Linked DNA regions of Mus musculus: all the other regions are linked to region 5. A link is a contact called in public Hi-C, promoter capture Hi-C and targeted proximity ligation data. All regions are on one chromosome and are shown on one strand. The core of a region is the stretch at or near the end of the contact, and the rest is flanking DNA. Distances in the headings are between cores, read along the strand shown. Region 1 holds the start of Ostf1 (osteoclast stimulating factor 1). Region 2 holds the start of Rorb (RAR-related orphan receptor beta). Region 3 holds the start of D030056L22Rik (RIKEN cDNA D030056L22 gene). Region 4 holds the start of Ptar1 (protein prenyltransferase alpha subunit repeat containing 1). Region 5 holds the start of Zfand5 (zinc finger, AN1-type domain 5). Region 6 holds the start of Carnmt1 (carnosine N-methyltransferase 1). Region 7 holds the start of Apba1 (amyloid beta (A4) precursor protein binding, family A, member 1).

Evidence for each region. Promoter capture Hi-C pulls out the DNA fragments that hold promoters and counts their contacts. A called contact is a pair of places that touch in the nucleus more often than the background predicts. Capture Hi-C pulls out chosen DNA fragments and counts their contacts.
Region 1: a contact with region 5 is called in a Hi-C map of B cells, with 7 read pairs. A contact is called at or near these places in 5 of 39 promoter capture datasets (the 3T3-L1 cell line, the C10 cell line, hippocampal neurons and 2 more), 1 of 484 Hi-C or Micro-C datasets (B cells) and 2 of 130 datasets of targeted methods (astrocytes and large pre-B cells).
Region 2: a promoter capture Hi-C map of hippocampal neurons shows a contact between it and region 5, with 4 times the contacts expected there. A contact is called at or near these places in 1 of 39 promoter capture datasets (hippocampal neurons) and 2 of 130 datasets of targeted methods (astrocytes and stem cell-derived neural progenitor cells).
Region 3: a contact with region 5 is called in a promoter capture Hi-C map of liver, with 4 times the contacts expected there. A contact is called at or near these places in 5 of 39 promoter capture datasets (the C10 cell line, cranial neural crest, hematopoietic stem and progenitor cells and 2 more), 5 of 130 datasets of targeted methods (astrocytes, embryonic forebrain, embryonic stem cells and 2 more) and 1 of 9 other capture datasets (liver).
Region 4: a Hi-C map of CD8 T cells shows a contact between it and region 5, with 6 times the contacts expected there. A contact is called at or near these places in 1 of 39 promoter capture datasets (pre-B cells), 1 of 484 Hi-C or Micro-C datasets (CD8 T cells) and 1 of 130 datasets of targeted methods (astrocytes).
Region 6: a contact with region 5 is called in a targeted proximity ligation map of extraembryonic endoderm stem cells, with 8 times the contacts expected there. A contact is called at or near these places in 4 of 39 promoter capture datasets (the 3T3-L1 cell line, the C10 cell line, cranial neural crest and 1 more) and 5 of 130 datasets of targeted methods (astrocytes, embryonic stem cells, extraembryonic endoderm stem cells and 1 more).
Region 7: a promoter capture Hi-C map of pre-B cells shows a contact between it and region 5, with 4 times the contacts expected there. A contact is called at or near these places in 2 of 39 promoter capture datasets (the C10 cell line and pre-B cells).

The regions. Positions count from the first base shown.
Region 1 is chr19:18,630,055-18,633,620 of GRCm38.p6, reverse strand. It overlaps Ostf1 (osteoclast stimulating factor 1), which reads left to right and starts at 1,808. Exons shown (of 10, transcript NM_017375.3): 1 at 1,808-2,001. The coding sequence starts at 1,968. Nmrk1 (nicotinamide riboside kinase 1) reads right to left here and starts at 1,605. Exons shown (of 9, transcript NM_145497.2): 1 at 1,540-1,605.
Region 2 is chr19:19,109,007-19,112,496 of GRCm38.p6, reverse strand. Rorb (RAR-related orphan receptor beta) reads left to right here and starts at 1,301. Exons shown (of 10, transcript NM_001043354.2): 1 at 1,301-1,945. The coding sequence starts at 1,939.
Region 3 is chr19:18,711,557-18,715,167 of GRCm38.p6, reverse strand. It overlaps D030056L22Rik (RIKEN cDNA D030056L22 gene), which reads right to left and starts at 1,933. Exons shown (of 2, transcript NM_001374130.1): 1 at 1,509-1,933. The coding sequence starts at 1,844.
Region 4 is chr19:23,685,938-23,689,553 of GRCm38.p6, reverse strand. Ptar1 (protein prenyltransferase alpha subunit repeat containing 1) reads right to left here and starts at 2,154. Exons shown (of 7, transcript NM_028208.1): 1 at 2,009-2,154. The coding sequence starts at 2,094.
Region 5 is chr19:21,270,742-21,274,250 of GRCm38.p6, reverse strand. It overlaps Zfand5 (zinc finger, AN1-type domain 5), which reads right to left and starts at 1,973. Exons shown (of 6, transcript NM_009551.5): 1 at 1,509-1,973. LOC115489044 (atherin-like) reads right to left here and starts at 2,793. Exons shown (of 2, transcript XM_030251153.1): 1 at 2,761-2,793; 2 at 1,509-2,476. The coding sequence starts at 2,793. The coding sequence ends at 1,784.
Region 6 is chr19:18,669,121-18,672,357 of GRCm38.p6, reverse strand. It overlaps Carnmt1 (carnosine N-methyltransferase 1), which reads right to left and starts at 1,599. Exons shown (of 8, transcript NM_026120.5): 1 at 1,156-1,599. The coding sequence starts at 1,358.
Region 7 is chr19:23,757,252-23,760,611 of GRCm38.p6, reverse strand. It overlaps Apba1 (amyloid beta (A4) precursor protein binding, family A, member 1), which reads right to left and starts at 1,736. Exons shown (of 13, transcript NM_177034.3): 1 at 1,521-1,736.

The DNA.
Region 1 (3,566 bases), core at 559-3,058, 2.6 Mb after region 5:
ATCCTTTCCACAGAGAGGGAGAAGAACAAGATGGGAGAGGAGCAAACCTTAAATGAGCCATTTATCTTTTTCACACTTACTTATCATTCTTATTTGTTATATTATTTATCTGTTGAGACAGAATCTCACTATGCAGAGTCCAGGCTGGTCAGGAACTTGCCACACAGCCACGGCTGCCTCTGTGGCAAAGCTACCTTCCTAAAAGTACTGGGATCATAGGCAAGCCTCGCCAAGACTGGCTCATACGCAGAATTGTTTAAAACTATCTTTGATTTAATCCCAGTGAAATGTTAAATCTTCTTCATAGTTGGCTTATGTTTATATTCAATCTATTCCACTCTGAACAGAGACTTCTAAAGCACAGAATGATTCCCAGGAGGATGGGAAGAGTCAGCAGGCGGCAAGAACTCCACCATCAATCAAATCTGAGAAACACAAGAGCAAACACACATGCTCTTCAGATGACTTCAAGGCCCAGGTTTCAGGACTTCCGTGAGGTTCAGGCTACAGTTATCTGGATACGCTCCCATGAATAGGACTAATTTCAACTTTGAACCCTTTTGGTAAGCAGAAATCCCCCACAGGTAGAGTTCCTGGTAAGCAAGGCCTGGGGGCATAGCCATGACCAAGCTCCTGCTAACCTTTGCCCCTTGAAGTTTCAGTCACTTTTTTCCCCGTAAATTAACCTTCAATAGACATGTTGAAGGTCCATTTTGTGGAGGTTCTTTTTTAAAAAGTTGCTTTCTTACATTTGTATCTAGGTTGCGGTGCATGTGTGTGGGCAGGTGCATGCCATGGTTCACCACAGAACACATGCTCAGGTCATAGGTCTCCTGGGAGTTCTCTTTCCAAAGTGTGGGTGCTAGAGGCTGAACTCTGCTCATCAGGTTTGGCAGCAGGGGCAGCTGGACCATTGTGCTGACCCTGTAGTTTCTTACATAACCAGTATTTTCATTTTTATTACCCCTAATATACAATAGGCATATAATATTGACTGTGACATTGTGAGTTTACTTATGTGTGAACATAAACTCTCGTGTTGGGCAACTTGTATAAAGTACCAGCCAGTAGTATAGTTTTGACTTCGCGGGTAACTATTCAACTCTGAAATTGTAATAAGAAAGCCAATGCATAAGCAAACGAGCATGCTGTGTTCTAATAAAATTTTATGGTCACGGAAATCTAAGTTTCCCCTAACTTTCGTGTGCCACAAAATACTATGCTTTTGTCTCAGCTATTTAAAAAACGCCAAAAGCACTGTTAGAAGTCTTTATAAAAGCCAGGCAGCAAGTGGGTTGGAGTTTGTTAACCAGATGCTGTAGAAAAAGCTGTCCTGTCCCGTGGGGGATCAAGACCCGATTCTCCAGCTAGCAAATGTGGGGTCTCCTACAGCTAGCAGTGTCTAGTTGCTTTTTAGGAGCATCTAAGTCCCACCGCGGTTTCCCTAGACACGATCAGGTTCCTGGTACATACAGCGAAGGAGACTCTTGAAGATTCCCAGGCCTCGCCGTGTGTACGCAGCAGGCAGTGGGTACTCACCGAAGCGGGTTCGAATCCTTCCCAGCAGGGTCGCAGAGCAAGCTTCAAGAGCGTTTCATGCCTACCACTGCCCGGTGCTCACCTAGGCAGCGAAGTCCACTGCGCTTTCATAGCCTCCCCTACGCAGGGCCTGAGGGCGTGGCTACTGTAAAGCTCCTCCCCCAAGAGAAAGGCGGGGCTCCGGCGTGCCGGAGCAGGCTGGACCTCTGAGGTTCGGCCGGGCTCCCCGCCGCAGCCAATCAGCAGCCGGCGAGGCGCGGCCACTTCCTGGTGGGAAGGCCGGGCTGTCTGCGGAGCTCGCTGGTCCGAGTGTCCCGCATCGGGTTGCGCGCGGATCCGGAGCGGCCGCGGCCAGCGCAGGCTTGGCGCCCAGTTCTCGTGTGCGTGTGGGGCTCCCGCGGCTGAGCCTGGTCGCTCCGTGTAGCGCCATGTCCAAGCCACCTCCCAAACCGGTCAAACCAGGTAAGAGTGGTGTGCGCTGCGCGTGCGGGTCTCCAGGCTGCGGGACCCGGTGCTCGAGTTCCCGAGGAGCGTCCTCGGACTCTGTCCACACGGCTCGCCAGGACGTTCTAGCGGTGTGGTGGCAGCACCTCGGTCGCGGCCACTTCCTCATATTTCGCCCTGTCGCTGTCAAGTTGGAGTTCTTGACCGGCAGGCGAACGGGAAGTGCGCTGCGGCTGGGTGGGGTTTGCGCCCGGGCTGGAGCGGGCCAGGGACCCGAGGTCTCCCGGGAGCTTTGGAGAGCTGCTCGGGCGCTGCCAGCGGGACAGCCGGGCTGCAACCCTCTCGGCTCCTAGCTTTAGGCAGTGTCGCTCTGTCATGCATCCTAGTGTTTTTGCTTAGGGTGACTCTCGCGAACTAAACTGGAGAGAGTACGAAGTTCCTCAAAGCAGTTTTCTTGACCGCCCTTCCTGGTTCACTTTTAAAAACGTTGTTCTTAGAGTGTTTTCTGTGATATGGAGAAACGAGACTAAATAAACTCGTGGGAATTTTCATTTGGATAGGGAATTGACAGGGATCGTAAAAAAATGGGAGATGAATGTTTGATGAATTCCCAGACCCCTTTTCCTAATCTCCTGCAGCTTTGGTATTACAAAGGCTGAAAGCCATTTACATCAACTTTTATAGCTGCTTATGCTGCTGCTTCAGTGATTTTTTTTTTTTTTTTTTTTTGCCCTTGAGGTTGTTTTATTGGTTTTGCTTTGCTTGTTTGTTTGTTTTACTAAAGTGACAGTCACTTCAACTTCAATAATTATCCAGTTTCCTTCTTTTGTGGCAGCATCAAGCCCCTGACTTTGAAAATAATGCACACATATTTGTGAAACAGGCATTCGCTGTCGACGTAAATTCTGTAGGGCCGGAATATGAAGGAAGTGGCTCAGACTGGCTTTGGCCTGAGCAGAGGCTGGGCGGGTGCTGGTTGAGGCTGCCCTCGACGTGAAATCTGAGAAGTTTGCAATTTGCAATTTAGATGCGGATGTATGAGGTGGCAGTTTTGTAAACTCTGCTGTAAGTCAGTAAGTACCTCGAGGGTCCAACTAAGCTGAGTTCTTTGATGGCTGAACAAAGCTCTTGATTTTGAAGAATGTGCCGAGAATCGGTTCGTGAAGTTTTTCATTCCCCCAGACACAGTAAAAGTGAAGTCAGTGTTGAGTCTGTGAGTGTTGGCAGGAGCCTGCCCCTGTGTACGTGATTGTGAACTTGTGTGTTCATGCACCCTTGGGTGTGGTTTAGGACCCAGCCTGTTACTAAGTCGAGGTTTGCTCTGGGAACCAGTTTTGTTGTTTACATCTCTGCCTTTTCCTCTCCAGCAAACCAGAAAACACATGGCTAAACATTTTTACTATTTAGAGAGAACTTTGACTTCACTTTGGATTTATAAGTGAGGCCCAAACATAGAGTTGCCATGAAAGTCGGTTTATTTACCTAGTAATGGATAATGAGAAATATTAGTGTCAGTAGGACTTAAGCTTTGTGCTTGCTTACTTGAAAACAGAAAGTTTTATTTTCATACTGTCCCACATGTA
Region 2 (3,490 bases), core at 52-2,551, 2.2 Mb after region 5:
AAAGCAGCATGAATAAATACTGGCAAAAAAAAAAAAAAGTCGAGTTATTTGGGTATGGAGAATGTTGGGGAGGCTCACTTTTAGAATGACTGTGACACGGAGTCCTGTCTCTGTGCTTTCAAAATGATCAAGCAAACTTTTGCACTTCCTGTCTCATGATGCTCAATTCACCAAAGTTTCCAAGCAGTACCTAACTACACGGAAGGAAATCGATGCCATGCTTCTATAGTGTGTGTTTGTTTCATCTACAAAGAATGAAACCATGCCAAAAAAAGAACAAGTTTGGATACCTGTGCTTCATTTTGTTTTGTTTTCTCTTTCAGAATACAGGTAAATTGTCAATAGATGACAAATTTCTTGTAAAGAATGCAGTCTCATGACCTTCGTTTTAGTACCAAACTCTCCTAAGCAGGTGTCTCTGGGGAGCTACTAGCCAAGAGTCTTGCTCTTTAAACCTTCACCAACTGAACAGAACCACACAGTCTTGCCTTCTAGTCTAGGCTCTCTGCCAAGTGTCCCGTCACTAAAGTGACAAATAAAAAGGCAAATGAGCCTGTCCTTAAGTCCTGCAACCAGGGTCAAAGGGTTTCCAAATGCTAAAGAAACCCTTGTCCTTGGCAAAGGAACCTGGGACTACTGAGAAAGGAAGAAGAGAGAAAGGGAAGGGAGAGAGAGGAGGGGAGGAAGGGAGGACCTGAGGCTCAGCATTAGTTAGTTAAAGTTAGAGTGAGGGGTGGGGAGCATTTGAACAGTCTTTAAAAGAAGCTGCACAGAACTAGAGGGGTGTGGTTTTGTAGTCTACCGCTACAGCAGAAGCGTCTGACAAGGTAAACACTCTGCCAGAGGAGCCTGCATTATGGAACAGGGACGCTTCAAAGCGCTGTCGTAGTGTACAAAACTCTTTTGGGACTCTTGCAGTAAGAGGGAATGAGAGTGCAGCCCAGCGGTTCGCCTAGACTCTTCCCTCCAAAGACCTGACTGACCAGTGTCCCTTTCTAATTACTGGAGTCAGAAGTGAACGTCACTCTCACATCTGCCTCACTCTCCAGGGCGCGCTAAGCTTGGCCCAGATCAGACCTCAGATAGGACCTTCTCTAATTCCCAGTCTGGGTCCGCACATCCTGGGACGCCAGAGTCCCTAGCCCCGCCCCCTGTCCCCAAGAGCGTCCCCTCCCCCGCCTCCCCAGACTCTCCACGCGCTGCGGGACGCTGATTGGCCATGGTGCTGACAGGAGGCGGGGCCAGGAAGTCCGGCCAAACCCGCCCTCGCGTATAAGCCTCTTCTGCGCTCGCTCTCTCCACCTCTCTCCTCTTTCTCTCTCGCTCCCTTCGTCTCTGCAACTGAACAGTGAAAATTCACATTGTGGATCCGCTAACAGGCACAGATGTCATGTGAAAACGCACATGCTCTGCAATCCATGCCGCCTTTCTTTCTTTTCTGTTTCCTTTTTTTCCCCCTTGATAATTCTCCCTCTTCTTTGTAACTAACAAAACCACCACCAACTCCTCCTCCTGCCGCTGCCCTCCTCCTCCTCCTCAGTCTAAGTGATCACAAAAGAAATCTCCGAGCCCCGAGGCGGTGGCATTTTTTTTTTTTAAAGCAAGCACATTGGAGAGAAAGAAAAAAAGAAACAAACAAACAAACAAAAGCAAAACAAAACCCAGGCACCAGCAGCTAGGACATTTTTTTTCCACTCTGCCTGAAAACAAACAAACAGCCATCAGAAACAGTCATCAGCAACAGCATCAAAACTGTTAGCTTAGCGGCGGCGGCCACCGTCACCCTGTGGCCACGACATCTGCCTAAAGGGATGCTTCTCTCAGCGGAGCAGCTCTTCGCCGACCGCCTTCTTCCCTCGTGCTGAGCGGAATTTTTGGGTTCTCTGGGGTTCGGGCTGGGAGCTTCATGACTACGCGGAGCAGGACAGCGGCCACATCATGCGAGGTAAGCGAGCCCGCGGGCGGGCGCCCAGAGCAGGACAACTCTAGCTAGACCGGGAGCTTTGGGGGAGGGGAGAGCTCTCGGCCCAAGGGAAGAGAGATTGGCTACTCGAGGCTCCCCGAGTTCGGTTCGCAGGTGGGACTGCAAATGGCCTGGGCTTGGAAAGTTGTGGGAAGGTGTGGAAGGCTCGGGGATTTTGGCAGGACGCTGAAGGGCGCATTTTTTGGAGACCAGGACAGTGCTAATCGCGCCTCCCAGTTCTGGATTTGAATCTTTTCTGCGCGTCGCTCTCCGGTGCGCCACAGGACACGGGATAGAGAGCAGGAAGTCGGGTGACTTTGGGTAGAAGAGGCTGGCAGCTCGCATCCCGCCGTGGTCGCTAGCCATAGGTGAACTCCCTGGCATAAGTGGGGATCACACTGGCCCAGGCTGCCAGATGCAGGAGCAGTCTATAAGCGCGTCTCTTTCTAGAAATAGTAAACACGGTATGCTCCCGAGAACCGGGAAGCAGATGCTTACGTCTGGACCTTCCTTGGGTCCCCTCTTCCCCGTTCTGCTTCACTCTGGATAGGCCGACCCCCCTCTCGCCCTAACACTCCCCCCCCCAAAAAAAAAGTTGGTAGGAGAAAGTTCTGGAGAGTGAAGGCCATACTACTCACATCGGAGAAAACAGGGTCTCAAGCTCTTTTGTGGGATAAAGGACCAAAATAGAAGCTAATACTAAGTGCACCTTCTGGATAGAACCACCACTGTCAATGTTGGTGCTATCTCAGGGACAAGTGGCCCTCAGGGAAGACAGAGCTCAGTCTCCTGCTCTGACTCCAAAACTGGGAGCTACCTGAGCAGCTGGCCAGAGGGCATGAGGAGTCAGTTTGTAGATCTCAGTGGTACAAGTTTCTTGCTTTCTCACTTTACAGTGGGGCACAATTTCTTCTTTTCTTAAAGAGGCCACCACCGGGTGCCCTCCTAACTTGGACATCTGAGTATGTCTGGACACCCAGCCCCTAAATCCAAGCTTCTCTTCTTTGATGTATTGCGTTCCTATGGTGGCTTTTCTCTCTGATTCACAAGTTCCTCCGGAGCAAAAATAAGCAAGCGACAGTCAACTCTGAACCTTCTTGCATCTTGGACGGAAGTGCTTTTGAGCAGGACACTGTTTAGAACAGGGCCCAAAAATACCCATCTCCATCTACCGGGCTGCCTACTCTGGTGCACTTAGGGAGGAGTGGGCATGACCCTCACCCTGGTCGTTATTGAGGAGCCCTAGGCCTGTCTTGACCTTGAAAGCACAGCGTGAGCCCTGGTGTTTGTAGAACAAGGCAGGACAAAAAAGGATGGAGAAAAGCTGATCATTACCCATGGGGATGGAGGAATAAGTCTCTAGATAAAGGACAAAGGTGTCTGGGTGAGTGTCTTGATTGACCTGCGAGCACTGGAAGTTAGAATCTCTGTGTGCTTGTGCACAGTGACAACAGCTGATTGTCCCAGTCACGGGATCGTCACATGCTCCACTATCCAGATTCTTTCCAGAAACTGTAGTACAGAAAC
Region 3 (3,611 bases), core at 684-3,183, 2.6 Mb after region 5:
ATAAAGGTGACATCCTTAAGTCTGACAACACAAAGCAGGCAAGTACTGTGCTTGGAAAGAAGACACCTGTGGCACCATTTCCTACACAAGACTATCCATAGCGTTAGGGCAAGGATTTATGCCCTCATCTGAGCAAGCAGAAATCAGGCAGACACTGACACCAGTTTGCTTTTTGTTACATCCTTTTCTCCTGGATGATTAGCTCTTAAAACAAACCTTTGTCTTTGGAAGCTAGAAAAGATGGAGAATTCCTATCTTCTCAAGGTTCTTCAGAAGATAAGGAACTCAAGGAGCAGAGCTGACAGAACACTCCTGGGCCTCACGGTCTTCTGCTGGCTGCTACTAACAAGGGAAGACCAACAGGTCTAGCCAACTGTGTCTAAGCAAGGACTGGATGGTGTGGTGTCTGCTTACTGAACGCTCGCTCCCCTTGGCCAGTCAGTCTCTCTCATCACCTGTGCACATAAAGCTAGGGTGCCTGCAGTTACATCCAATACTTCTGCTTAAGAAACCAGTAACTTTCACCTAAAAACAGTGAGTGTAGTATTGAAAGATAATCTCCCTGAACGCCTTTAATCTCAGCACTCGAAAGGCAAGAGGAAATGTGGATCTCTGGGTTCGAGGCCAGCCTGGTCCAGGACAGCCAGGGCTACACGAAGAGAAAATTTCCGTTATCTTATCAACTTTGTTATAAAATAACTAGAAAAGGACACTGAGCAGACGCATGCCAAGGTGGCTGAGTTTGGCGAGCTCTAAGAATCACCCTTGCTTCTTCACCTCATGCTCCACCAACTTATGCAAGAACTGCTTTAAAGAAGGCTCTTGAGTCCCTAAGTCGGGCCAATGCTGTGCGATACATATATAGTATGGGTTATAACTCACTCGAAGGCCGGGCAGTGGTGGCCCACGCCTTTAATCCCAGCACTTGGGAGGCAGTGGCAGGCGGATTTCTGAGTTCAAGGCCAGCCTGGTCTACAGAGTGAGTTCCAGGACAGCCAGGGCTACACATAGATAAACCCTGTCTGAAAAAGCAAAACACTCACTTTAAGTTTTCTAGTCACGTGTCTAAAAATAAAATTAACAAACAGTACACCCAATATGCGGCAAGTTGCTTCGTGTGTAACACAGTTCAGAACCCGACCCTTTATCTTAAAACATATTTGGCGCTCCTACTCTTCTTACACTTAAAACACATAAGTTTGGTCAAGTTATATTTCTAGTGTATTCTGTCTGATCACATGGCTAGCGGCTACCAAAACAAAGCAGCGGAGAGGACAGTGAGTCCAACAATCCATTCTCACAGCACTGAACATTAGGAGTTAACAGGTCCTCTGATGAATGCTACTGGAAAGCATGCTAGAAGTTCTACAGCATTCCCCATCAAATTAAACGCCTCTCTCCCGTTGGTCACTGAGCTGACCCTCTAGGGTCCAGCCCGTCTGGCCCACTCGATGGCCCGACTTCCGCGGCCTGGCACCGAGCTCCGGGCTAGTGAGTAGCGGACCTACCTGGCTGTGCACCCCGTCGGCTACCTGCGGGCTGCCCGCGCTTTCTACTCTGTCGCCGCCGCCCGCGGCCCGGGGTTCCTCCTGCTCGCCAGGAGGTGGCTCTCCGGGCTCCCGGCTACAGCCCTGCAGCTCCTGTCTGTCGTCCCCGCCGCCGCGTCGCTTGCGGGGCGCAGACGCAGGCTCCGCCATGATCCCCGCGTCCCCCTGGCGCTTGAGGGGCCGAGCCGTCCCAGACGGCGGGACCCAGAGCGGCGGCTCCTCGGGGAAGTCGCTGAGCAGGAGCCGCTTCCAAGGCACGCGGAACGTGAGCGGCTCAGCCGCACGCCGCTTGGCCATGGGCCAGGGACGAGGGTCGCGCGGGCGGCGGGCGGAGGGCGAAGGGCAGCGCAGAGCTCGGCTGTCCCGAGGGCGGACGAGACGTTGTGGGGGAGCCACCGCGCAGCGCCGGAGTTTCGAACCTGCGCCGTGATGCGCGCGCACCTGCGCCCATCCAGCACAGCCGCTGGTTGGTGGAGGCTCGCGGTTCGCGTTCCCGAGCGCCCTTGCGGCCGGAAGTGCGCCCTCTGAGGGGGCGGGGCATGGGGATGTGGATGGAAGGAGGCCGCTACCCCCTGGCGGCCTTCTTTTGACTTGCACGGTTGTTCGCATTCCCCTGTGTGTGCGCCTCTCGGTCCCCAAGCGAGGACTCGGGCAGGAGCGGCCGAAAGACTCCGCGGCCTCAGAGGTCCCAGCGGCAAGTGCGCTGGGGCCCTTTCCTCTGTGCTGCGATCCTGGGGCGGCGGAAGTGTCTGCTTAGCCCGCAGCGGCCTGCAGGTTCCAGGACCTCTCCAGTGGGTGGTGTCTTGGCAGAAAAATGTAAACCGTGGCAGAAATAAGTCCGTACTTTTTTTTTTTTTTTTTTTTTTGGTAAAAAGCAAAAAGTAACTAAAGGATAGGGTGCTTGCCTACCATGCCCAAGGCCTTAGATTCTATCCCCAGTGCTGCAAGGATAAGGAGAAAACGCAGTAACCAAACAAAACTAAGGAAAAAACAAAACAAACAAAAAGAAACCAAGCCCATCAACGCTCCGGAGAAACATTCTTTCTAGGGCATGGTAGAGCTGTTTTAGCTGATAGGTACTGTGTATGGGTGTATTTATGAATATGCGCCATGTGCATGCTTAAATATCTCTAGATGTAGTTGTAAGCCATCTACACAGAGAAACTTCCTTCCAGCACTGGGGATTGAACCTACGGCCTTGGGCATGGGAGGCAAGATCTCTATCCTTGAGTTACTTTTTGCTTTTACCGAAAGACTAAAATACTGGCTCAAACAAACCCATCACGGTTTGCATTGGTGGGAGGACAGCAAATAACCAACAAGCACAAACAGCGTTATCGGTAGTGTACAGAAAGTTCTGTTTGATCGCTCCATTTCCTGTTTGCACTTGGTAATTCTTCCACCTGGAACAAATGATAAATTCGCCATTGCCATTTTCACACTAGTGACACAGATGATTTGTTGTGCGGAGACCATGTTCCAACACAATAGAATACAACATGGGCAGGTGTGTTCCTTCTGTTCTCCAGAATCTTGCTGCCCTCCCCCCACCCCGCCCCTCATTCCTTGTGATACTTAGCATTATGTACACAAGGTAGTATAAAGCATATGCATAGCTAAAATGACCGTAACACGCAAGTGTCCCTGCCTGGCTTCAGAAGGGAAAGAGCATCTGTGTGCCTCTTCACTGTCCCGTTTCTCTTTCCTGTCCCCAAGTAGTCTTGTTTCGGACCATGAATTACTACTTCTTTGTAATTTCCCCCTCAGTCCACTCACTTATCTGTATTTCTAAGATGCTTTTTTGGATTTGCTAATATTTTAAGATATACTAAGATCTAGCTGACATACAATACGCTGCTTATTTTTAGACGTGGCATTTTGCCATACATACACATGCGCCTGCGAAGACATGAGAGTGCATCGCCTTAAAAGCTTTATCTTAAAAGTGGTTTGGAAAACCTTTAGTCCTAGCACTCGGGAGGCAGAGGCAGTCTGTGAGTTCTTGGCCAGTCTGGTCTACAGATCTAGTTCCAGGATAGTCACGGCTACACAGAGAGACCCTGT
Region 4 (3,616 bases), core at 905-3,404, 2.4 Mb before region 5:
ACCTATCTTAATTTGGAGAAGACAGGAAACAAAGGTAATTAATGAAAAACTTTTATAATACTGTTATTAGATAGTAACTTTAAAGGTAGATAATATCTGTTTTTAAAACTAGAAATACAGCCTTCTTGAGTCTAAAAAGGCTAGATTAAGCAAAGACATATTGGCACTTCTGAAAAGTCTAACACAAAAGACATTTTAAAAGATGGATAGAAGATACTCCTACTGTATGGAATATGTACTAAAATACAGCTGCTGACAAATACTAAACAATGAATTGAGCGATTTCAATGTTTACAGCTTACGAAACTTACTTCAAGTGCCCAACTTCTCTCAAGCCTTCACTTCTTTCAAACCTTTATAAATTCAAATGACCCAAATACTTACAAATAGCCATAAATTCTATGTTGACAGAGTATATATTAGTGAGACCGCAGAATAAAATTATGATGAAGAGAGAGGAGTTGAAGCCCTTTAGGAGTTTTTGATGATCCAGAAAAACAGAGACCTGATCCACATTCCACTGGGTCAACCTCCAGAACTAACTAATCATAATTTCGCCAAATATAGTATTTTTTGTCCACCTCAAAGATGAGAAACTGGAGTGATCACGATATTAAATGTCTAACCTTTGTTACAATGTTTTAGAAAATGACACCAGTGATTAAAAAATGAACCTTCTCACTTGCCCAGCTTCCCCCCCCCCCCCAAAGGATGTGTCTTTTACTTGCTCTGCAGCTGGAATTCTCAAAAAGGGCCTCAAAGACAGACACACAAGACATCAAAGCATTCCTTAAAAGGCCCAGCAGCCACTATGGCTACTGCCAGGAAATCACTCCAAACACTCATTGGGGAAAAAAGTCAGCAGTCAAAAGAGGAAAGGAGGACGACTTAGGGGCTGTCGGGGCTGGCAGGTATGTTTAGAGGCCAGTAGTCTTTTGTCTTGAAGGAAGTACAGTTTTAAGTCCTTAATTGAGAGAAGAAAGCAGGCCATCTGAGGACTTCTAAATTCTTTTCTGAGATCATCTTGGAGGAAAAGAACACTTGATTAAAGTGTTTGGCCTTTCATTTAGTGGAAAAGCTAAGGAGGCTAGAATGCGTAAAAATAATTCATGTGTTTTAGTAAAAAAAATTAAAATATTAAAAATAAATTGTATAACCAATGAGAAAATAATACAAAACCGGACTTCATGTTTGTTTCCCCAGGAATGGGCTACATTCTGGCTTCTTATTCTTTTGTATACTGATGTAGGTAACTCTTTAGTAGCTTCCTTTCCATTCGTTAAAGGGAGAGTATCAGGAAAAGAAAAATACAATCTTAAGAGTATCTTCCTAGAGAGTAACAAATAAAATGGAAAGGGAGGAGAAAGAGATAATATATGTATCAGTTCAGGAGTGAACTTTTAGAAGGCAACAATGCTAGGTAAGAATGCCTTAAGATGCTCGTCTGTAACTTCGGACGCGCTACTAATAAAAAAAAAGTATCCAGTTTGCAACAGCTTTATAAGATCCACTCAGGTCACCTTCAAAAATTGTTACATCCGACTCGCTTTGCAATTTTGTGACAAGCGAGTCGAAAAGTCAAAGGCAGCTTCCAATCACCTTTAGTTAACCCGAAAGGGGGCTGTAGGGAGTATGATGGGGTGGATAATCCTCTATAGCCACGCACTGGATGCAACCGAGAGTCGCCTCCAAGACACAGAGACCCACGGTAGTGGCCCGCGGGGCAAGCGCATCCCGGCGGAGGGCGGCGGGGAGAAGAGTTGCCACAACTCCCGGGACGCGTCGCGCAGGGCAGAAAACTCCACGCTCCGACGTGGCTCTCGGAGGTCGCTCCCCGGCACTGCCCCGCCACGCGTCTTGGTAACGGCCAGCCGGCTCGGCGCGACAGTCCCAGCCGCGCTCCGCCTGTCGGAAGCGCGCGTGGGCCCCGAGCGGCCCCGGCGAGTGGACTAGAGCGCGGCCCCGAGCCGCCCCCGACGACCCCGGCGGCGCAGGGCGCGCCACTCACATGTGCGGGTTCCTTCGGAAGGCGTTGGTGATGTCCTTCACCACCCTCTGCACCAGCACCGCCACCTCCTCGTTCGACTCGGCCATGTTGGCGGCCGCCGCGATCGGGCGCGCCTCCGGCAGAGCCCAGCCGCCGGCGGGAGTTCCGCGGGGGCGCGCGCGCGCGCTGGCTCAGGCGCGTTCTCGCCGAGGCCGCCGAGCACTTCCGGGTCAGGGAGGGCCGCAGCACCGCTGGGTTGGGCCGGCTCTTCGAGCTCGGTGGCTTTTGGTGGAGTTTTGGTTCACTAGGCGTGGAGGAAGGAGGCTTCCCCCGCACTTCTCCGAGCAGCCGTGTCCCAGAGTGGCCTTTACCCAGGGACCTCCGGATGGCTGCACCAGGCCCGCTTCACCGGCCCACCCGGGGAGGAGGCGGGTTGCTGACCTCCTTTTGCACGCCTGTGCTACTTTATGCATGAAGTGTAAAGTAGCGCGTTTAGTTAGATCTTGTAATGTAGTAAGCAAAGGAAAGAAAGTACAGGAGAAAGAACCCTTCAGATCTCGGGGATAAGGTTAAAAACAAAAGTAACCCACTGTACTTCTGTACTTTTAGCATTTTTGATACATTTCGTGATCACTACGTTAATTTGGAGTATAAAATAAAATAAAGGCTTTGACAATTGTTCCTGACCTCTCTTGCTCCACAAATTATAAGATTGCTCTGTTCCATTTGGATTTTAAAAGTGTTGTAATTAAAATTTTTATTTTTATATATCAGGTTTATTTGTCCCTTCTAAGTACAAAGTTCTGACTGCCTCTAACTGGTGATGGTGTCTCCTCCTCCTCCTCCTCCTCCTCCTCCTCCTCCTCTCCCTCCTCCTCCTCCTCCTCCTCCCCGTCCTCCTCCTCCTCTTCCTCCTTCTCTGATGCTTGAAGTCTGTATCTTTTTAATTTTTGGTTTTTGGCCCTGGCAAGGTAGTGCGTGGCTGTGATCTTGGGAGGTAAAAACAGGAGGTGACATTCAAGGTTATCTTTGGCTGGGCTATTTGAAACTTGGATCTCTGAAAAGCAAACTGTGGTTGGTCCTGATCCTGGTGAAGAAACAAGAGACAGTCTACAAACTTGTGGAAAGCAAAACAGACCTGATTAAGACCCTAAAAGACTCTGACAAGCTCTGGGAGAAGCAGTGAGACAAATGGGGTGTGTTGCATCCCTAGACCAAGAGCAAGTTCAAGAGTCCTGTCGAAGAGTGATACCAGGGGCTGGAGAGATGGCTTAGCAATGAAGTACACTTGTTTTTAGCAACCACAACCACCTGTAACCCCAGCTCCAGATGATCCAACATCCTCTTCTGGCTTCTGTGGGAACATACACGCACACACATCTTTTACATTTTTTTAAAAAGTAATATGCTACTGGAGGTTCCTCGGAAAATTGGAAATAGGTCTACCTAAAGACCCAGCTATACCACTCTTGGGCATATACCCAAAAGATGCCCCACCATGCCACAGGGGCACATGCTCCACTATGTTCATAGCAGCCTTATTTGTGAGAGCCAGAAGCTGGAAACAACCCAGATGTCCCACAATGGAAGAATGGATACAGAAAATGTTCATTTACACAATGGAGTACA
Region 5 (3,509 bases), core at 724-3,223:
CCCAAGAACTAACGATGCAGCATTCACATATCTCACATAACAAAATGCAATTAATGCCTCCAAGTTTTTCTAATGCAGGATCAGAGAACAGCCTCACCTTCAATCCACAATACCCAAGCAGAATAAATCATAAAGTAAATTGTGAATATTAAAAGTGGGGCAAGGGGAGAGTAAGTAGGCACAATAAGTAGGAGAAAGAATGGAAGCACAAATACTCTTTACAGTTACTATAACTATAGGGTTTTTGTTAGTTTAGATATACTGTATTGTCCTTACATTGGGGCTGGGGCGGGGGTGGTGCAAAACAAGTTGTTAAAAACTTTGTCATCCATAAACCCTTTCCCGCATAGCTAGAATGCTCTGTTTTGTTTAAATTCACGCTTTTTCTTTCTTAGCTCATAGCTTAAAACAAACCTCACTGGACTAAAAATGATTTTCCAACTCAAAATCTGAAATGAATGAAGTTTTCTTTTAAAGTATGGAATAGCTGTTTCAGGTGCATACCATGGTTCAAAATGGCAATGGTTCAAAATGGCAAGATCACTCCCTAACCTCGAGGTCAGACCCGAACTCTAAACTCTAATGTGCTACTAAGCCTGACCTTGTGCAAGTCCTTAGTCTCCAGATTTCAGACACCTCTGCCAAACAGTCAAATAGTTTTTTTTTTCTAAGAGCTTCTTTCCATACTTAATACCGGTTCCAGCCACAAAACAATTTAGAACAACTAAAAGAAATCCCTTATTTTGGGGCGAGACACTTCAAAAACAAACTTGAAATGTAAAAGTGAAATATTTTCAGCAGTTGAATAATGAAATCTCACCTAAAAAAATCAAAATAAGATAAAATTAATTACTATCTTACTATTCCCTTGATTACTAAATACCGATTTTAAGAAAGGAGGCTCTGACCTATATATTATTTTCTTCTAATTATCTCAGGTAATATTCTTAGGCAGCTCCAATCGACAGTTAGCTTATAATACCTTCCCTCAGAATACAACTACACGGAGTGCACGGAAAGCAAGCAAAATGTCAACTTCACAAATGTTCACGTAGGAAAGAAACAAAGGGAGAGGCGCTCGACTTGCTTCCATGCAAAGGATTTTGAGGGAGAAGCTTAACCGCATTGGAAAAAACTAAAAACCCTCCGGGAGAAGAGCCGTCAGTCCCGGTTCCAGCGATTTCGACCGAGTTCGGGACCCAGAGGCCCCCCACCCCCCTCGCAGCGCAGGCCGCGCTCCGGGAAGCCCGGTAGGGCCTGCTCCAAAAACCACTGAGTCATGCACTCGACGGTCCCTCGCCGGAACAACTCGGCTGTGCAGGGAGCCAGGCGCGGCAGTAGCCGCCTCTGCCATTGTCTATCCTGTCGGTCGGTCGGCCGGCCGGCACCCGGCGCCGCGGCACGCCGGGCATTGTCCCGTCCAGCCCGCTGGCCCGGCCGGGCCCGTCTTTGTGCTCGCCGATCGGGCGTGCTCCCGCCCCCGCGCCGTCCCGGCTCGCGCCACTTACCCTGCGGGGGCCCGGATGCACTAGCGAGCTGGCGCGCGACGCCGGGCGGTGGGCCGGGCTGAGGCCTCCGGGAAGGGCTGGCTAGCGGCCGCCGCGGGCCGGAGCGGAGCGGAGCGCAGGCGGAGCTGCGCTGGCGCCGCGGAGGCCTCCTTTGTTCGTGCAGAAGCGCCGAGGCGGCCGAGCCCCGCCGCAGCTCGGGTGGGAGGGCGGCGGGGGAGGAGAAGAACCGCAGGCCGCGGGGCTAGCGCCGCTCCAGGCGCCCGGCCGCCGGCACCTCACGCCTCCACAGCGACGTCCCGGCCGAGTGAGGAGGCGCGCGGAGAGGCCTGAGCGCCGACGGGGCCCGAGGACTGCGCTCTTCGGGCTTCCGCGTTCGCCAGAGACTCTGCGCGACTCCGGGCAGCGAGCGGACGCCTGACCAGATGCACACCGCTCAGCGATCCCGACGACTGACGCTCTGGCTCTGACCGGCGCTCGGGATCTGAGGGAAAGGGCGGCGGGGGCGGGGCCTGTGCGTCAGCGAAAACCCGGTCGGCACGCCCGCGGCGCGATGACGTCGCGGGACGAGGCCCCGCCCCTGACCTGCAGGCACTAGCCGGGGGCGGGGCCGCACTTGGGGGCGGGGCGAGTCCGGAGGCTGCGGTCACCGTCGCCCAGTCACCCTCCGGCCCGCGGGGCCCTGGGTGGAGCTGCTGCGGCGGGTCCACGGAGGCAGCGCTTCTATTTTTAACCCTATTGTCCGCCCTCAGCCACCCACACCAGCCCAGTTTCTCACGCTTCGTCCCCAGCTCCGCCGGGGTCCCCTCCCCGCGGGACGGGAAGGCACGGCCCGGAGGAGGCTGGCAGGGTTCCGGGTGTCGCCGCAGCTCCGCCTGCCACCGCCCAAGGTCGCGGTGCGCTGCCAGCTCTGAGCTAGGACCGCCCACCAGCCCCAGCCCCGCGCCGCCGTTCTGAACTGTTAAGCCAGCCTATAGAAACCCCTGGAAATTTACTATTCCAGTGAAGCACGGAGAACCCTGACAAGCCTGATGAGATGGAGCAAGAGGGACAAACAAGCCGGACCCCAGGCAAGGGCAAGGTGCTGGGTACCTGCCCAGAGCACGAACAGAAGAAGCTTTCTGCTGGTCTCTCCGTGGGTTCTGGTCACAAAATGTCTCTGCCGAAATCCATAAGGGCTACTACCTTAGCTACAAATATGCACTTAGGGTCCTTCACTTCGGGTATTTAAGAACCGTAGGCCTTGAAGGGCTACCTTAACGGCATTTATGCACTTAGGGTCCTTCATTTCGGGTATTTAAAAACCCTAGGCCTATCTCTAAGGTACCCTAGGGTTGGCCTTGACTGGGACACACGAACCTCATTTCTAGATTTTGTATTTGTGATATTGTGGAAGTAGTGTGGGGGAGGGGTGCTGCCCTGATGCTCCAAATCTAACTGCTCCCTGCACAGCAAGTGGACTAACCGGTACATAATACATTTTAAAAACCTATTTCGGGGTTATATTGCTATGGTCAAGTAATGTATTTCAGACTTAGTTTGGGTCATTTGTCCTAGGATCTTTGGGATTTATTTCTGTAAACTAGTAAATAATAAAACTAACTGCTACCATTTACCAGCCATTTCAGTGTCATCTATTTTTCATTTAGGGTCTCCTTATTTATCACAGCAGTTTACTGAGAAAAATGCCCTCCCTGTCCATTTGTCAGGGTAAGGCAGTCATGATGAAGGATGCTCTTGCCTGAAGCGCTAGAGACTAATGGAAACCGTAATTATGAGGATAAAAATAACTTCAGAGATTTTTTTTAAATAGAGCATACCTTATTGTCTGTCTCTTTTTATTCTTCCATTTTAAAAAGAAGAGCTTTATAATTTATCTTGTCCAATTTAAACAACAAAGTCATTTTAAAATCAAGCTGTTGATGCTAACAAAACTTATCAATAGTGTAAGTTAAAATTGACAAGTAATACAAATCCGAGTAATTTAAAATCAGTATATTGTCT
Region 6 (3,237 bases), core at 350-2,849, 2.6 Mb after region 5:
CAGTACTCAAGACCAGGTCAAACGGCCTCTACCCTAGACCAATGGCCCATCCAATAACTAATAATAGAATCTCAGGCTCCAAATATATTAAAACTGAATATAATTACATATGTTTAACCGAGCCTACTACTATATGCCAAGGTGTTTCCCAGAATCTATGTTTTGCAACAGTAAAATGTGGCACTATCAGAAAATACCCTCTACTTCTGAGTTCAATTAGGAAATTATTTCATCGAAGTCTTTGACTCAAGAACTGCCTGTGAGCCTAGAACTTGAGAGCTTGAGGCCTTGGGTTCCACACACCTGCCATACCTGACACTCTGTAACCATCAGATCCTAAATAACTGTTCAATTCAAAACAGTAACAAAGTAATAGAACCACCGCGCAAGACTGATTAGGGCTGTTGGGGGAGTGTCCTCTTTTGCCACTATGTTTTATTTTTAAAATAGAGCTTCAACAGCATTGCCAAACACAGTGCCATAAAAGTAAGGTTCGTCCTTGCCCTCGATGGGAGTCAGACCTGGGCAAAGAGTTACATATATAAACAACTGTAATACAAATAGCAACAGAGTACCACCTAGGTTGGTTTGATCCGCACACGAGGTCACGCTCATCTCTCTGGTTCTAACCACAGGTTCAGAACACAGTGGACTGTGTCGCTTACGGATATAAATGTACTAACTCTCCTTGCCCAAAACCCCGGGTGCACGAAGACGCGAACAGATCTGTACTTGGGCATTCTCATTGGGCTATCTGAACACCTATCCAGACCATATGTAGAAGTTAGGAAGCTGCGATACGAATGGAGAGCCTACAGAAGAGTCCCACAACCATGCCTAGCCCACGAGAGGAATTCCGTACTTACTCGCAGACCACAAGAACATAAAGCCGGCTCCGGTGCCCGCTCTCTTTTTTCCTTACCAAGATGCACATTTTGCAACTCCGGGATCTCTTCCTCCCTCCACCATCCGGTCAGAGCCACTCGGCAGCACCGTTCAGTTCTCTACAAAAAGTGCACACTCGCTCCGGCGGCTCCGGGTGAGGTGGGAGGCAGCCCCACGGGACCGCCCGCGCGCAGGTGACCGCGGGCTCCGCGAACCAGCCACGAGGCGGGCCCCGAGACTGCGGCGTGCGGGCGGGCGGGCGCGCCTTACCCGTAGTAGCGGAACGCGTTGATGACCTTCCAGAAGTGCTCGCGCTCCAGCCGCTCCTCGTCCTCGGCGGTGCCGCGCGCCGGGGGCCCCGCAGGCGCGGCCGAGCCCAAACGCCCGGCGGAGAACTGCACCTCCACGTCCTCGCTTCGCCCGCCGTCCTGGGCCGGTTGAGACGCGGGCGGAGCGCGCTGTCGTCGCTGCATCGCCGCCGCGGCCCACGGCGTGACCCGCCTGCGCTTCCCGGCTCCCGAGTGCGTGGTGGCGAACGGCCGGGCCTCCTCTAGACGGCGCCGGCCGCGGCCGAGGCCCCCGCTCGCGGCACGCCCCGCCCCCGCCGCCCTCAGGCCTCCATTCGCGCTGCGCTCCGCCAGGGTTTCGGGACCCGCGCACGCGCCGACGACCAGGCTAAGGCCGCGGCCGCCCGCGTTCATTCGCTGCCGGGCTTCCGCTACGACGCGCTGACGTCCGAATACGCTTAGAGGGCGGGGTCTAGGGCCAGCTGGAGGAGGAGCTCCTTTGCTGGGGGCGGTGCTAGAGCAGCAGGCACCAATGAGAGCCAGTGGGCGGGGCCACGAATCTGGCCCGCTGGAGTGGGACGGGCTCTGAGGCTGGAAAGGAAGGGCAAGAGAAAGAAAAAGTGGGTTTTCAGGAATTGATTTTGAATGTTTTAACTTTAGAAACTCAAAAAGGCAAGGTCTTAAGTTAGCCCTTGAAACTCGTTTTCTAAGTGGATTCCCTTTAAGCACCCATGAAGGCACAATTAAGAGTGCTTCAGGGAAAAGTCCAAGTTGCAGAATCAGAAGACATTCCATTAGCTGGGAGATGAACCAGAGTCAGTGTTTCCAATCAAACCTTCAGAAAACTGAGAAGCAAGCCCTGAAGGTTTGTGAGCTGGTCGCTCGTCTTGTAAATTCACTCCACAATGACATCAGTGACCTCCTTGCTCAGGATGTCATGGCTATGGGAATAGTTACTGGCAGCATAGCATCTTCCTCGCCTGTGATGAGCTACTCGAGATAGAAATGTAGCAGAGCCCCAGATCTTAGAAGGCCCTGAGACCTTAGCTCACCTGAATCTATGATGAAGTGCCGTTAAGGCTGTAAAACTCAGCACACAGACAGCACCACTGCCAAAGTAAAACAAAGGCTGAATCCATCAAAGTCCATAGCTCCGGGGAAGTCTGTAAATGTACTTGCTTTTTAGCTCTTGGACGTCTGCTTCTGGCTACCTGTTCTTGCTAACTTTAGTGTGTCAACCCAAAACATAATTTTTGTGTATAAAGGTCATCCTGCAAGAGGCTCACTGCTACACTGGGATCCCGAACATCCGGTGTCGTCAATGGCCGGCTAATCGAGCTTTCCATTGGCTTAAACCCATGTCTGAACAGTCCTCTCTGGTGGACACCTCACAACAGAAGAACTGACAGTAGGCGTTAGTGTGATCTTCATCCGTGACTGAGTTCCAATTCTACAAACACTGCTCTGAGCCCTTGCCTCTTGCCAGTGCCTGTCTCCCCAAATAAGGTGAATAGGGTCTTCTCAACAATGGCCCTGTCACTTGGTATCTTGTCATAAAACTGGATACCATGTCCCAGGAAGTAGAGCCCTCAGCAGGGATTGCCCATCTGGACTCCAGTCTTGTCAAAGTGGATACATACAGATGCTCTCATAAACCTGAGACTGGTAGCACTCTGTGCCAACAGAGGAATTAGAGGATGGTGTTTCAGTCTCTCTCTCTCTCCCCCCCCTCCCCCGCCCTCTGTGTGTGTGGCGGGGGGGGGGGGGGGGGGGGGGAAGGTGTAGAATCTCACTATGTACTCCTGGCTGGCCTAAAACTCAAGAGATCCCATCAGACAGTAATGGCTCACCTTTAATCCCAGCATTTTGGGAAGGCAGAGGCAGGCAGCTCTCTGTATGCTCAAGGCCAGCATAGTCTACAGAGCTAGTTCCAGGGCAGCCAAGACAACACAAAGAAATCCTGTCTTGAAAAACCAAACAAAAACAACAGACAAAAAAGTCAGAGATCCACCTGCTCCTGTCTCCTGAGTGCTGGGATTAAAGACTTGTACCACCCGGGCGTGGT
Region 7 (3,360 bases), core at 487-2,986, 2.5 Mb before region 5:
AGTAAAGTACTGGGCTATTATCATAAAGGTGCATTCACTCCTATGGATATTGCAGGAGAAATACAGACTCCAGGGAACCAGGCGGCAGTGGACACGCATACGGATATGCCATCTCTAGTGCTTTCCCTCTCTACGCAACCCTATCTTTATTACGCAGAGAAATTTAAGCATCTATAGACTCTGCGTGCTTTTTCTCTGTCTTGGTTCCTAGACATCATTGGAGAGCCAAACATTTGCCAAATTTCCTACGAGTGAGCTGTCCTGGGAAGGAAATCGGGGACTTCACTGACTGGAGATCTTATATCCATGGGTCTCGGGAAATTTCAGTTCCTAAATGGACCTTCTAACCATTGTGAAAGCCGGGAGAGTGGCTGTCACTAGCATCCCATTTCCCACGGAAAAACACCCAAGAGAATGCATGTTGGGGCACTCTTTTTTTTTTCCTTGTTTTTTTTTTTTTTACTTCCCTTTCAATCTTGTTCTTGTATTTTTAAAGCCCCCACCTTCTTTACACACCTCAAGAGTTTATTCTAAAAGAATCATTGCAAAGACTATCCAATCTTCAGCTAGAAGGTTTTCAGTACTTATATATGGAAGGGAGTCTGGTGATAAAAGTTGTGGGAACGGGAGAGGAAGATGACCATTAAACACCCTCTTCTTGGGGTTAGACAAGAGATAAACAATAGAAATTGCAGAGTCAGGCAGTCAATGAGAGGCTGTGAAGTGCCAAAGAAAGCGCCCTTCAGAGCCAGGGACACCAGCTGTCTCAAAAGGTGTAACCATTATCCTGGTTTGCTGCCATGTGCCTCAAAGCAACCGCTCACTTCCACATCCCCGTGTTAGGACGTTAGGGAAAGGGGAAGCGAGAATCCGTACACCCAGCCACCCAAGAACAGTAGCAGAACAGAAACTGTTCTTAGACTTGCAGGGTCAAAATAACCAATACTGTCCCACAGTGTTAGCTGGCGGCATCAAGTCAGGAAAAGCAGATCGCTGGATGTGGGGCGCAGTTTTGAGAGCGTGGATCCAATTGCACGCTAAACACTCACTCTTACACGGGATTTTACAAACCCGGCCTTACCCTACTGCCTCCCCTCCACACTTCACACACCAAGTGCATCCTGCCCACCTCACGGTTTCCATCATCAGTCAGCCAGAGAGGAGGGATCCTAGCGGGGATTCCTGGAAATGTCATCTCCCCCTACACTTCGGATCTGCCACCTCCATCCCCTCTGCTATCACACACACACACACACACACACACACACACACACTCCTTCCGTGACTGTCATCAGGCCCGCTCTTCCCAAAGCCGGGTATCTCAGCGCGCACCGGACGCCTGGCATCTCTCTAGTACACACCCTTCCCCCGCCTCGCTAGCTCCAAGCACTGCCTCCCTGGATGTCGCCTGCCGTCCCTGTTCATCCGCACTATTGTTCCACGCTTCACCCCTAGCTCCCGGGATCATCCCTCCAAAAGGACCCGAGCTCCGTCCGGGGCGTCGGGCGCCCGGCACTCACCCAGCCCGCCCTGGCGGTGGTACCTTGCCTGACAGCTGGGTCCGCGGGCCCGCGGGAGCAGGCGGCGCTAGTGACAGCGACCGTGCCAAGCCTGGGAATAAAGCTGCTCTCCAGCTGCTCCCGCCTCCAGCGCCACCATCTTCCCCCGCCGCCACCGGGACCGCAGCCGCCCGCGCCCCGCTCCTCCGGCTCTAGCTCGGCAGCCGCTCGGGCCCCTCCGGCCGCGGCCCCACCCCCTGCTCGCCGCCCGCTCGCCCTCGTGACGCGCGCCGGGGCCGGGCGGCTGCGACTGACGGCGGGGGGAGCGCGCGCACGCCGCGTGCAGCAGCGCCCCTGCCTCCCACGCCCACCCGCGTGCGCGCGCGCGGCGCGGGCCCGACGCGACAGTCCAGCTCGGGCGCGCGTGAGCGTGCGAGGGGTCCACAGCCGTCGCCGTAGCTGTGCGCGAGTCCCTCCCTCTCGTGGCCGAGAGCCTGGAATGGACTACGTGGCTGCCTCCCGCGGGGACACAGGGGGACCTCCACGGTCCTCTGTCCCAGGTCCCTAACGCTCATCCCCGGCCCCGTCTCTGCGAATGGGCTCTGGTCACGCTTAGGACACACTGCCGCGTGGACGGCTGCCCGTGTCCTCTTGCTTAGTGACACGCAGTTTTCCCGCTTCCCGGGCCTGAAAGCCAAGAAAAAGCTTGGAGCTTGCAATGCGGCGCTGCGCTCCTCGAGTGGCCGCGAGGGGGCGCCCGCGTGAGCTTGAGAGGAACAAGCTGGGCGTCTGTCTGGCCGCCCACTGGGGGCGCTGCCCAACCCGCCCCACCCAGAAAGCGTCTGGAAGGCGGGGTCGGGAAATGGTCCACTTGGTTTCTCGATGCCCGTTGCTAGGAGCTTAAAAGAGTCTTCCAGACGTGCAGAGGCAATTCGCCTGGTATATGATTAGGTTCTCTGGAGGGTGGGGACCCTGAGCACTAGGGACCAGGTAGCAGGTGTTGTGACTTAATGAAAAGGTGGACTGGCCCCTGGGCGGCGGCGGGGTGGGAGTGGAGGGGCGAGGGCGGGGCTGGGTTCAGGCGCCTGGGTTCAGGCGCCAGCTCCATCTGTAATAGGCGATTCCATAGCTACATCCTCCCCCCTCTTTGGGACAGAGTTCTCAATTTAAAAATTAAGGGTCATATTCCCCCGAAACCTTATAATTTTCAAGTCCGTCTTAGTATGCATATTCTCATCTAGTGAAATGAAGACAAGCCTTCCTTATCTGACCTAGGGAGAGATAAATCTATCATTATACAGTATTTCCATATTAAGCACAGTATCTCCAGAAATATCTACGGGTGTAGCCCGAGGCATCCTAGAATTCTTGTTTAGCCTTAAAATTCACATGAATTTCTGCATTCTACTTCGTAATTAGTTTCTTGGCTTTGACAAAGAAAAGTATAGCTTCTCCTGTCCCCCCAGTATCTTTTCATAAAACTTAAACATATACTAGAAATAAGGGCCATTGTTGTTTTTCTTGTGACAGTCATTCCCTATTCATCTTGTCAGTAAAACTACCCTCTCTGGTGAAAGCCAGATAGGGTCCTCGTCCCTCCAGAATTCATAGCACCCTGGGAAAACTACACATCAGAGAACAACTGTGAACTTTCCAACTGCCAAGGTGCAGGGGTATCTGATGTTCCCTGGACTGCCTGAGGAAAAAGCCTTTCCAGGAGACCAGTTAGAGGAAGGAAAGGTATCAGAGCCCCCTAGGCAGGACTGAAGCCCAGATGCCTTAAGCAGGCAGGCAGCAGCCATAACGTTGACTTCTTCAGGCACACACACACACACACACACACTGGAGAGTGATGAGAGTT